Regions from separate parts of the Mus musculus genome. Here region 1 is linked to region 2. A link is a contact called in public promoter capture Hi-C data. All regions are on one chromosome and are shown on one strand. Each heading gives the region's core, a stretch centred on a gene start, on an enhancer-like site or on the middle of the called end of the contact. The rest is flanking DNA. Distances are from core to core; before and after follow the strand shown.

Evidence for each region. Promoter capture Hi-C pulls out the DNA fragments that hold promoters and counts their contacts.
Region 1: a contact with region 2 is called in a promoter capture Hi-C map of embryonic stem cells, with 4 times the contacts expected there. The contact joins the enhancer-like site here to the promoter of Ntng1 in region 2. A contact is called at or near these places in 5 of 39 promoter capture datasets (cranial neural crest, embryonic stem cells, hippocampal neurons and 1 more) and 4 of 115 datasets of contacts at active chromatin or transcription factors (embryonic forebrain, embryonic limb bud, forebrain and 1 more).

The regions. Positions count from the first base shown.
Region 1 is chr3:111,367,057-111,373,087 of GRCm38.p6, reverse strand. No RefSeq gene overlaps it. Among named protein-coding and RNA genes, the nearest start is that of Gm6602, 510 kb to the left of the region's middle. Within about 2 kb of position 1,862, at least 4 of the 459 cell types and tissues checked have an H3K27ac peak or open chromatin away from gene starts, as enhancers often do. A contact at or near this core is called in embryonic stem cells, where this site is marked.
Region 2 is chr3:110,140,035-110,145,701 of GRCm38.p6, reverse strand. It overlaps Ntng1 (netrin G1), which reads left to right and starts at 2,230. Exons shown (of 8, transcript NM_030699.2): 1 at 2,230-2,802.

The DNA.
Region 1 (6,031 bases), core at 613-3,112, 1.2 Mb before region 2:
GTTCAAGTTTGTACAGGTTTAGGACACTATATGCTAAGCTTTTCTTGTCTGAAACAAGATCTGCTAGAATGTTCACTGTAAAGCTTAAGTTTATTTTTGATACATAAAATTATTCTTTTGAAAAGTTTATTTTGAAGTGCTCTCTGAATTGGAAAACAAGAACAATGCTACACTGGGAGCCCAGAAACTACATCAAGAAATTTTGGCTAATGCTCATGTTTGGAAATTATTGGAATGGAAGTACTGAATTCAATATTGTTTAGAACAGTCATTCTCAGTAAGCAAGACACAGAGACTCCACAAGAGGATGGATGATCCAATTTGCAGAAAGGTAGACATGTATAAACCAATAAACACTCATGCAAGTAGGCAGTTAGGTGTTGGGAGATCTACAGTAGGAAACTTTTGTGCACCAAAAGTTTAATTAAACATTTCTGGAGGTAAGTGGTATTTTTCTTGAGAACTCCGTATATGAGTTTTCTTGAGAAATAAGTTCAGTTTATATCAGAAAGGGGCAGTATCAAACGTCAAGGTCATGTACTAGCAGGAACAGTGAAGGAAGCTAAATGATCAACAGCACAAGCTGAGTCAGAGAATAACCAATGATATTCACAGTTTTGACTTAAAAGCAAGGAATTCTTAAACAACTGCGCAGAAACATGCAAATTTAACATAAAACTGATGGTATGTTTGCATGTGTGTATATTTGTTTTTAAGTATATATGAATGTACATATGTACATATGTATGTAAATAAATAATGGACAAAAATGTCCTTCTTCTAAAGCTAATATTACTCAACCTTGGTTTGGCAACTATTATGAGAATTTTAACATGGAAAACGTTTGGTTTGTTAATTAAATAGATATAAAAGCAAATCAAAGCTGCTTTCTCTCTCATTTATTCTAAAAACAAGTCAAAATATTCCCCTAAACATTATTTTCTTTATAGATCTCATTTTAGTCCCTCCTCAGTCCATCTTTGTATTTGCAGTAAGACACAGAAAACTCAGGATATTTTTAATTTTGAATAAGTTGAATTTGTACTGCATTTTAAACTATCAGGGTTCAATTCTAAATATTCCTAGATGCCCTTGTAAAGTGGGCCTTAGACTGTGAGTAAAGTTGTATGTGCACCTGTTCTGGTAAATATTGAATATCAATTAGGGAGTTCCTCACTGCCCTAGATCATTCAGTTCCCAGATAAAAGCCACAGAACTTGTATATTTATAATACACATTATAGCTGGGCAGATATTAACCATCTAAGCTATTTTGCCTATTTGCCTGCCAATAACCCTGAGGAGAGAATTGCTATGTTTTGCCTGGACCACTCTTACTCCAATTGGCCAATACTTATGGCCACATGTTCATGATTCACCTACTCCATGGCAACTTCTTTCTCCACATTCTCTTTCTTCTCTTTGTGGTCTCTGCCTCAGTCTACAAGCCTGGCCAAAGCTCAGCCTACCTCTTTTCTTCAAAGCTATAGACTGTTGGAATCTTTTTTTCAATAAGTAGTTTTAAATTAAGGAGCAAGGTTATGTGGTAACATTTGGTGTCCTTGAGAATTTCCTTGTTCCCAAAGAAGCCTTATTTTGGGATGGGGCAGTATTTAGCATTACAATACATAGCGGGAGACCAAACCTAGGCATCCACCCACCCACACCCACTTGCCTAAGGGATTACAGGAAGAACTGTCTGCCTCTGCCTCTTTTTTTTTCTTTCTTTAAATTTTTATTGGTTATTTTGTTTATTTACATTTCAAAAGTTATTCCCATTCCTGGTTCCTGGCTTTCTCTTTGGAAACCCTCCCCATCCTACCCCCTAATATGGACTTTCTAATAATCCTTCAAAGAACGAAGATAGATGTACAGTGCTGAGAGTGATAACCAAACCACATTTTAGACCAACGTCTCAAGGAGGTGTTGGCTAACAGACTACTCAGAAATAGAAACTGAGCTAAAGGTCTTGCCTGTTAGTCTTTCTTCAGTCCATAATATATAAAAGTAACATTTTTGTATTGCTTCTGTCCAAGAAAGGTAGAATGTTGCCGTTAACCTTACTCTGCATGCCACAGAATACTTTTAAAAACAGAAAAAATATCAGAAGCCAAAAATGATCAAGTGTTCCCTCTTGCTGCTTCTACTCCACAGAGCAGTGTACTTGGAAGAAAGTTGGTACAAAGTAGTTCTTACATTTAAGGATTATGTCTTTTTCTGTATCTTATATTGAAATGAGACAACACTCTCTGATAAGGTGAAATATAAGAGTCTCATGTTAACAATCTTCCCCAGCAAATGACTTAAAATAATCACAAAGCTAATATTATTTAAAACAGTTTTTCTTTCTAAGAGAACTATACGTAATTTCTGAGACATGGCTATGTTTTATTTCTACAAAGAGGACTTGCAATGCATGTAATCTCTCTTTTGTCATTAGTTACTGGATCAAAGAACAAAAACATTCAAAACAGAGAGAAAGTGTGGTGACATGTAACAATCACTGTGATGCAGATGTGGATGTCATCTGGATAAGACTGAGGCCTGAGGACTGTGTATATGCAATGGTAAAATGTATTGTGCTGATAATGTTAAGTCAATATAGTAAGATAGACATATATTTTCAATCTGCTCTTTTCTCACATATCCAATGTTGTTGAAATCCATATGAAATAATGACCTAATTTATATTCCTTTTCTTTATTCTTTACATCCATTGGATACTCAAGGAATATTTTCAAATAATTCCAAATATAGCTCAATTGTATAATTATTTCACATATAACATTATGCATGTGCCCAGGTAGTTTTATCCACTGAAAATTTCCTATTATATGTTTGAAGAATACAGTGTGCTATGCATATCAAGGGACATATGTAGTTTATATTTCTGTAAAAGAAATCAACAGTGTACAATCTCTTTTATCTTATAATTAGCTACTGTATCAAAAAACAAAAACATTCAAAGGAGATCTAGCAATCACTGTTATATATGTGCGGAAGCCATATCAAGAAGGCTGAATCTCGAAAGCTGGGTATATGGCAACGGTAAAAAAGCATCACAGTTGTAGTTATGATGATCACAAAGGTTTTATATATATATAGATACATACATACATATATGGCATGATGGGAATCATTATGATTATTTTCAAGAAACTATATGCAGTACTATACACTAAGTCACTTGGCAGTTTATTGGCATATATGATACATCTGGTTATAATACATAAAATTGAACAGAGATTCATTTTCTAGTGAATTATGTCTGTATTTTGAGTTGGGTCTTCTAACACTAAGGAGGCACACATTAAGATAGCACCAAAGGAATCAGTGTCTTGATTAATAACAGTCAAATTTAATGTGTCATTTATTATGAGGTCTTTTGAATGTTGACCAACTCATTTTCTTACAGAAATATTATTGTATGCACATTTTCCTAGGACATAAAGTTGAATTTAGTTAATAAACTCACATGTAGAGAAATATAAGGCACAGAAAGTAAATGTCCCTTAGGAAAGATTCCAATAGATTTTTATACTTTAAATTGTTGTTTTTCTTTGTTTCTTTTATTTTTATTTTTTAATTTAAAATTTTTATTTGTTTTTTGGTTTTGTTTTGGTTTGGTTTTGTTTGTTTGTTTGTTTGTTTTCTTTGGTTTTTCGAGACAGGGTTTCTCTGTATAGCCCTGACTGTCCTGGAACTCACTCTGTAGACCAGGCTGGCCTCAAACTCAGAAATCTGCCTGCCTCTGCCTCCCAAGTGCTGGGATTAAAGGCGTGTGCCACCACTACCCGGCTTTGTTTTTTGTTTTTTGGTTTTTGTTTTTTGGTTTTTGGTTTTTGGTTTTTGGTTTTTGGTTTTTGGTTTTTGGCTTTTGGCTTTTGGCTTTTGGCTTTTGGTTTTTGGTTGTTTTGGTGTTTTTGGGTTTTAGGTTTTGGGTTTTGGGTTTTGGGTTTTGGGTTTTCTTTGTTTGTTTGTTTTTGGCCCTACACAGGCCTATCACAGTACAGAGAATAAAGTAGAATCTTTGTTAACTTGAATTACATAAAACTAAACAATTATTAGTTGCTTTTTACTAAGCCATATCTTTGGATGTAAATGTTAAAGTATAGCTATACAAAACAGAACTCTATTGAAGATTTAAAAAAAAAAAAAACACATATAACTTAAACTCCTTCTTAAAGTGGCAGCATTGGCCAGAAAATATTTAGTTTTAGGCCTCATTTGTATGTGATCATTTCTATCAACTAAGTGCCATAATTTATCACAAGCTTATTTTAGTAAAATATATTTATTCTCCCTGTGATTCATCTTTCCACTCCAGCTCATAACAATCAACATTTCAGTATCCAGTTCTTACAGAAGTTCTAGGATATCCTGTGACCTAGTATGTGGTGATAATGTGATTGATGGTGATATACAGACCCATGCCAATACAGCATGTGTCCCCCCATGACTTTAAATAGGTTGATGTGAAGCATGCCATTCTACTCAGAACTTGTAGCATCACAGTTTCATTTTCTTTTATAGATATCAAAATTACATCTCATTGCAAGTTAGGGGGCTCCGTGGATACCAGTCTTTTTTTTTTTTTTTCTTTAATCTACTCTGTGTGTGTGTGTTTTGTACACACACTTGGTACCTATACTGGTAAATATGAAGCTAAGAGTAGATATGATAGATGGTTAATGATAAGCTCTCACAGAAATAGGACTTTCCCAACGATGTAAAATAACTTACTCAGCTCATGTCATTGTAGGTTTTGAAATACGACTCTTCCAAATGAACCCTGAATTTTGTACATTGTGACTTTACAAAAGCCATGGACATATCTGTCTCAATTTTATATATCTTGAAAAATCAGGCCAACTGATACTTATTTTGAAATAGCACAGAGTTTAAGTCCTCTCTGTAGAGGATTTCAGAAATGTTCCCTTTTTATTGGGTCCAGGAAATAAAGGCCATAACTTAGCAACAAAATCTGCAGTTGAGGTTAATCGTGACTTGTGAGAAGCTGTCCCATAAGTAAATGCGCACTTCATACTATTTTGTATTATCTATTCTGGATGGAGAAGCTGTGAGCTTTAAGTCAGGTCAAAATGAAAAAAGAAGAAAGGAAGGCTTCTTAAAAGAAAAAGAAAAAAAGAAAAAAAAAATAGGGCACATTTGGTTTCTAAAGCCGCTTTGCTGATTTATTTGATTGTAGGCCTAAATCTAAAATGTCAAATTTCAAATAAAATAGCTTTTCTTTGTGTCAGATTTTGGACTACAAATGAGGACAAAAAAAGTATTAAATGTTTGAGTTTTTGTTTTCAAGCTGCAACTGTAACTCCAGGGTTTGCTGAGCACTCTCTGAACCAAAAGCCCCCTGTGCTACAGTAGTTCCACATGTTAGGCATAGAAACATTCAATTCACAAAGAAATAATTAATTCAGTGATCATTATTTTCATTAAAACATTATACTATTATAAGTCCTGAGAGTAGGGCTAAAACACATCTCAGGGGAGATAAATTAAGAGCACCCTGCCTAACTAGGACACTAACTATACATTGGTTAGTCAATTTGTTAATATAAATGTTTTGAAATATCTTCACTATTCTTATAAAAGACTTCACAGTTTTACTCATTAAATATTTAATAAAAAATAAATTATCAGGTAAAAAAGTAGATTCACCTAATATTCTTTTTCTTCAGAAATATTCGGATATTATTTGTTAAGAGATAAAGCTGTAACATAAAGAAGAAAATATAAAAAAACTGGTTAAAGTTTAAAATCTTAATGTTTCTTCCGATATTATGAATAAACACATTAAATGTTAATTAACAAAGTCAACTTCACTTGGAAATAGATGAATAGCAACTATTATGAAAAAAGTTACTGTTATTTTTTCTATCAAAACCACACAGAGCCCAAGGAGTTAACAAAAAGATATTCTTTATTTTTACAGAGTGAGCAAATCTCAACATGAAGAAAGAAATAATATAAATCAAAAAACAATAATTATTCATCTCAGGTACAGTGATTAA
Region 2 (5,667 bases), core at 981-3,480:
AAAGGTCAGGCACGTGGTTGAGTGAAAACCCAGCTTTGGAAGATCTGTTTCCATGGAAGACATGAAGTCTCTCCAGTAGATCTATGTGGGGCCCATTGTCTGCTTCAAGGAGTAGTGAGATGTCTACAAGTCACAAAAGACTTCTCAACAGAACCCAGAATCCTGGGAATGGGGACATGAATCAGAAAAAAAAAAAAAAAAAAAAAAGGGAGGGGTTAGCTGTAGGGCTAACGTTTCAGAGATCCCAGTATATCTGGGGAGGGCATTCTTCTTTTCTGTATAAATCTGTTTTCATTGTGCTGGAGAAATACTTGCATCAGCTGATGTTGAGACTCAGAACTCACAAAGGGCTCTCCTGGCCTGATTGCAAAGGGCAGTGAGGAGAAGAAAAGCTCATAGCTGTCAGTGGTCCAGGGTCCAGGCCAAGGCAAGTAAGAGGTGAGATGGCCACTGTGGATGCTATATCAGGTCCTTCTGGCAGAGCCTGTCAGTGCTCTGGGACCAGAGAGGGAGGGTGAGTGGGTGGGTGGGTTGGAGAATGGACAGTATTTCCACAGTATCAATATGCTTTGATCTTGGAGGAGACAAGCTAGAGGCAGAGCCAGCAATGGCTGCGGGTTTGCCAGCAGCTTCATCCCCTAAGGGTGAGATTCCATTCTTAAAATTTCAGGGTCAAAGAACAAAGAGAAAGGAACGGAGAGGGGAAAACTCAGGCTCCAGCCCTGGGAAGAACACTGGGAGCATTCCCTGTCTTCTCAGGTGTTGAAGGAAGGCCAAGGTGTTGGACAGGTCCTGGTGGTTGGAATCCCTCTTCCTTTCCAGGCCTCAATTTAGTAGCCTTCTGGCCGCACACCCTCTCTGCCAACATCACTCAATCCCAGCCATTGCTGGAAAATGTCCCTGCCTCTTTTAGTTGCTTGCCTTCACTTTGGGGTATTTAGCTAGTGACCCGATGCTCACAGGTACCCATTTCTGACCCTTTGTTTTACACTGAGTGAACACCTCTACTCCAGTGTCCCTAACACACACACACACACACACACACACACACACACACACACACACACACACACACACACGAGCCCCTTGTCATCTTACCCCCACCAGCCTGAGAAGCATCTTGTCAGTTCCTCCCTCAAATCCTTGAACCACAGAGACAGGTTGCTGTCAAATCCAATCACAATCAGGTGTTAGTCAAGACAGCTCCTTACATGGCTTCTTCTCTTTGCTGTATAGGAAGATCCCAGGTTGGGGAGTGCCATTAAGATGCCTATGTCTTTTCCTCATTACAATGTCCTTTTTCTAATTAACATCTCTCCCTTCCTATGTAAGTCGGATTGGTTTGCAGTTCACATTAGAAAGTAGCTAGGGGGAATCTTAGGAGAGTCTGAGACGTATTAATGGGAGAAGGAAGCCCTGGGGCCAGGTGGCTTTTGTCTGTCATGGGGAAAAACAAGGATGCAGTTGATGCAGAGCTCCTACTTGGACTTCAACTTTTTAAAGTGGGATAGGTTTCACACCACGGAGGTCCGAAGCTCTGGCTCTGCAAACTAATTCCAAGTTAAAAAATACCACCCACCTTGCTCCCAGTTAGGGTGAAGAGGGTGCGCTCCGTTGTGTGCGGGGAGGTAATGCAAGAGCAGAGGGGAGGGGGCAGAAGTAGAGGGTAAAGGGGGAGCCAGTAGCAACCGTGCTTCTGAGTATCAACAAAGATAAGGCTGTGTGTGGTCTTGTCCTAGTAGCTGGAGGTCCCTGCTCAGTGGCAGCGGTGGTGGCCAGAGCAGCAGCAGTAGAAGCAGCGAGCGGGACGGAGTTAGGACCGCTCGGAGCGCCCAGGTCTCGAGGTAGTGTAAGGTTTTTTTGCAATCCTTCCACTCGCTGGCAGTTGCAGAAGATCTGCTTTTTAAGTGAGAAGAACACGCCACCCCTCCGAGGGCTGCGGCTTCCTGGGGCTGTTTCGTCGCTCGTCGCTTTGCGGGCCCCTGGCGCTCACTCTCTAATTCGTCCGCGCCCCTAAGTTTGCCGAGAGCTGGCTGCGGGCTGGGAGCAGGGTCCCGGCCGGGCGCCGCGGGCGGGGGCTGGGTAGCGGCGAACCGCAATCCCGAAGCATCTTGGGGCCATGTATATTTCATCAAACGGACTTTGGGTGCGTCGCGTCTCGCAGCCATCAACGCTATGTTCAGTGACATTTCTGACTTGAGTGGAGGAATGCGCGAAGAAAACCGGGGCGAAATTGCTTCGAGAGGATCTTCTTGGCGCCAAGGCTAATTGTCCTGATTTATGTCGCTTCTGACAAAAAAGAAAAAAAAAAAGACCTAACGTCTTCATCTGAAATAAAATGAAAGCGGTGCCAAGCGGGATAGAGCCGCCTGGCTGCTGGTTCTGATCCCCTGGGATCCAGGGGGGGAAAATCGTTCTGCAGCTTAAAAGAAAAGAAAGGAATAGAAACAGAGAAGAGAGAGAGAGAGAGAGAGAAAAAAAACCCACAGTAAAAGTTTAAGGCGAGAAGTGGTGGCGGCGGCGGCGGCGGCGCGGGGAAGCTGCGAGCGGAGAAGGTTGCCGAGACCTCGGAAGGCGGCGATTTGGTTCCTAATCCCACTGTATTTTTGGAGGGAGAGGCACCTTTCTCATCCTCCCTTCCTCTCCGCCCACCCCTCTCCCTCCCCCTCATCTACCTGTCAAAGTCACTGATCTTTTGCATTTTGGAAGAGGACGTCAACGGGAAGGAATTCCCCCTGTCAGGGTCCCGGCTCCGAGAGGGGGCGACGCGCGACAAGGCTGCCCCAGGGGCAAGAGACCAAGGTAACCCGGGCGGGGGACTCCGGGCGCCGGGTGCTATGGGGTCTGGGGTTGTGGACTCCTCCTTCCCGCCGCCAACAGGGTGCTTGCAGGGCGGGATACCCCGGGGCTACGGTGGCAGCGGCTCAGGTCCACACCCGCCGCGTTCCCATTCCACCCGCGCCCCGTGCGCCGCCAGTGGGTCCCCGGAGCCGCGGTCTCCGCCCCACGCGGGACCAAGCTGGGCAGGGGCGCCGCCCCGCGCCGACGGCTGGCCTCCCGCCCCGTGGAGGGCCAGCGGGGGGCCCGGGTAAGTGCAGCTGGCTCCCCTCTCCTCTAGCGACCCGCGCCTTTCTGGGTGGCTCTTCTCCATCAGTTCCCTCCCTCCTTCTATCCCTCCCTCTGCCAACCCCCGGTGCCCACCGAGGGCGGGAGGGGAGATCCGGGTGGGCGAGGAACTTTGGAAAGCGCCTTAAGGAGGTAGAGCGGAGCCTGTGCGCACTCCAGAACTCGCACCGCTCACACCCACACTACATCCCAGGCTTGCGCCCAGCACCGGGTCGCAGGCTGTTGCATCCTGAGCCTCCATCCACCCACCCGCAACGCGCAGCGCTCTGTCTCCCACACACACCTGACCACACGCATCGCACAAGCTTTGTCTTTTTCTTTTTTTCTTTCTTTTTTTTTTTAATTTAAATTTTCTTTTACCAGTTTTCTCATCTGGGGAAAAAATAAATAAAAACTTGCCTTGTTGCTCGCCCTGTGGAGAGCTTTGAAGTCCCTCTTTTAATCTCCTTTATTGGTGCGAGATTAAAGCGTTACTACCACACATCGGGAAGCTGGGGAGAGAAGAACGTGGAAGGAGGGAAAGACTCAGCATTGGGAAGCTAGTGGGAGCTTTTCCTCCCATACTGATTTCGCATTATCAGTTGATGGATTCGACTAGGGACATGGAGTTTCTCTCTGCTATGGATCTGTGGATATCTATATATAATACAAATAATACCGAATATTATTGGGCTCAAAATAACCAATTAAGTGATTCATAGGAGAGAAACTTAGATTAAAAAAAGAAACTGCGCCCTCTGCTGTTTGTTTTGGTAACCTCATCCAGGGACTTCCTCCACCCCCCTCCCACCTTCTGAAATCCCCTAAGAGTAGCTGTCATTTTACAAGGGCATGGGAGGAAAATCCTTAGTGGGGTGGTGTGTAAGGTGTATTTTAAAGCAACTTTATTTGAAAAAGTGTCAGGTAGAGTTGCTATGCTTGTGCCAGGTGTGGATTTTTAGATACTAGGTCCTCTGGCTGTCTCTTTTGTGCCATTTCCTTGCCTAAGGAGTACCCAAGCAGCCTACCACTCTTCACAGTGGAAAATTCTGAGCGAGACTCAGAATTCCACCAAACATATGGTGAATCTGGCAACCGCTTTGCTCTGGAATTCAGGCCTTGTTTTATGACTGAAAATACTAAAAGTTTTCCTATCTTGACAGGAAAAAAAAATAAAGGAAAGGAAGATGTTTCCCTCAAAATCATTTGTTCAAATATGCATAGTAATTAGGCTTGCTAGAAAGTTTGTGTCGATGTTCGACTAGGGCAAGGATTTTCTGAATTGTGTGGTTCATGAAGAGTAAAGTACCTCTAACCAGCAAGAAGGTCTGCAAGCGTTTGGTACTTTGTCTCTTTGAATGCCCTACCCACCAGCTTTTCTCTTTGGCAGAGGGAAATCGGCTCAGGAATTGTCTAAGACTGTTTTGAAACACAAGAAACTTTTAGGCTTTCACTAAAACCTGGATCCTTGCAAGGGATTCAGGGTACAAAGAAGAAATCCATCAGGCAACTCTCATACCATTCTGTCCCACTTACAAGGGGGATGTTTTTTCTTCTAGATACCCCCCATGACATGAGATGTCTTTCATCACGAAATACCAACATGAGCATTAAGTCTTTCATGTAATTTGCCTTTTAATTTGTAGGTATTTCCTGTAGTTTGTATTTAAGGAGAATCATCATACTTATTTTAAAAGGAACTATTTTATTTGGACATAAAACTGTGTTCCCATTAGAGTTTTGTTTTGTCTGCTTTCACTGGGCATGGGTTCAAATGATTTAGGCTGGTGTTCTGCTTTGTTTTGCTTTATGTGTGTGCCTTGCTTTTTTTGTTTTTTTGTTTTTTTGTTTTTTTTTTTTTTTTTTTTTTTTAGCTTTAGGAGACAGCTGATGCATGTTGAAGTTTCTTTCATATATTTACTATTGGGAGAGAAACCTCTCTCTTAGTTCCCCTTATGATTCTGCAGACCATCAGACAGTGTGTTTAAACAATTAAACCGGTGTGCATTTAGCTAGTAGGTCAGGGTTTGAAGAGAGTTTCTGAGTAACAAAAACCTCAAGTCACTGGGAAGGAAATGAAATCTCATATGACCTGGGAAAGCAAGGATATGTTAGTAGTGAAAAGTGCACACGTGTGTGTGTGTGTGTGTGTGTGTGTGTGTGTGTGTGTGTGTCTGTGTGAATTATGTGGTGTTATAGGAAGTAAGTGGTTTAACATATTTTCAGAAAAGTGTTTTTAATTTTAGAATCTGGAGTTCTGTTTCAAACTTTAAGTGGGTGTAGAATTTTTCAGCTGTGTCTGTGGAAGCTTGTATTTCTGAACTTCCCTATATTAGAAGGAAGGATCTATCATTTACATGGCAGCGGGATGCCAGGTTTCTTTTAGACTTAGTGGATTCTGAAGTCATTTTTACATATTATCCCTCCACAAACATCCTAGAAAATATGCACTGACTTCCATCATTGATCTTCTATTGATAAAAATAGAAATCTTTAAAATACTAATGTGGGGTACTTGTTTTTTCTAAACTCCCAGGATTTTTTTAATAATACCCAGTCATA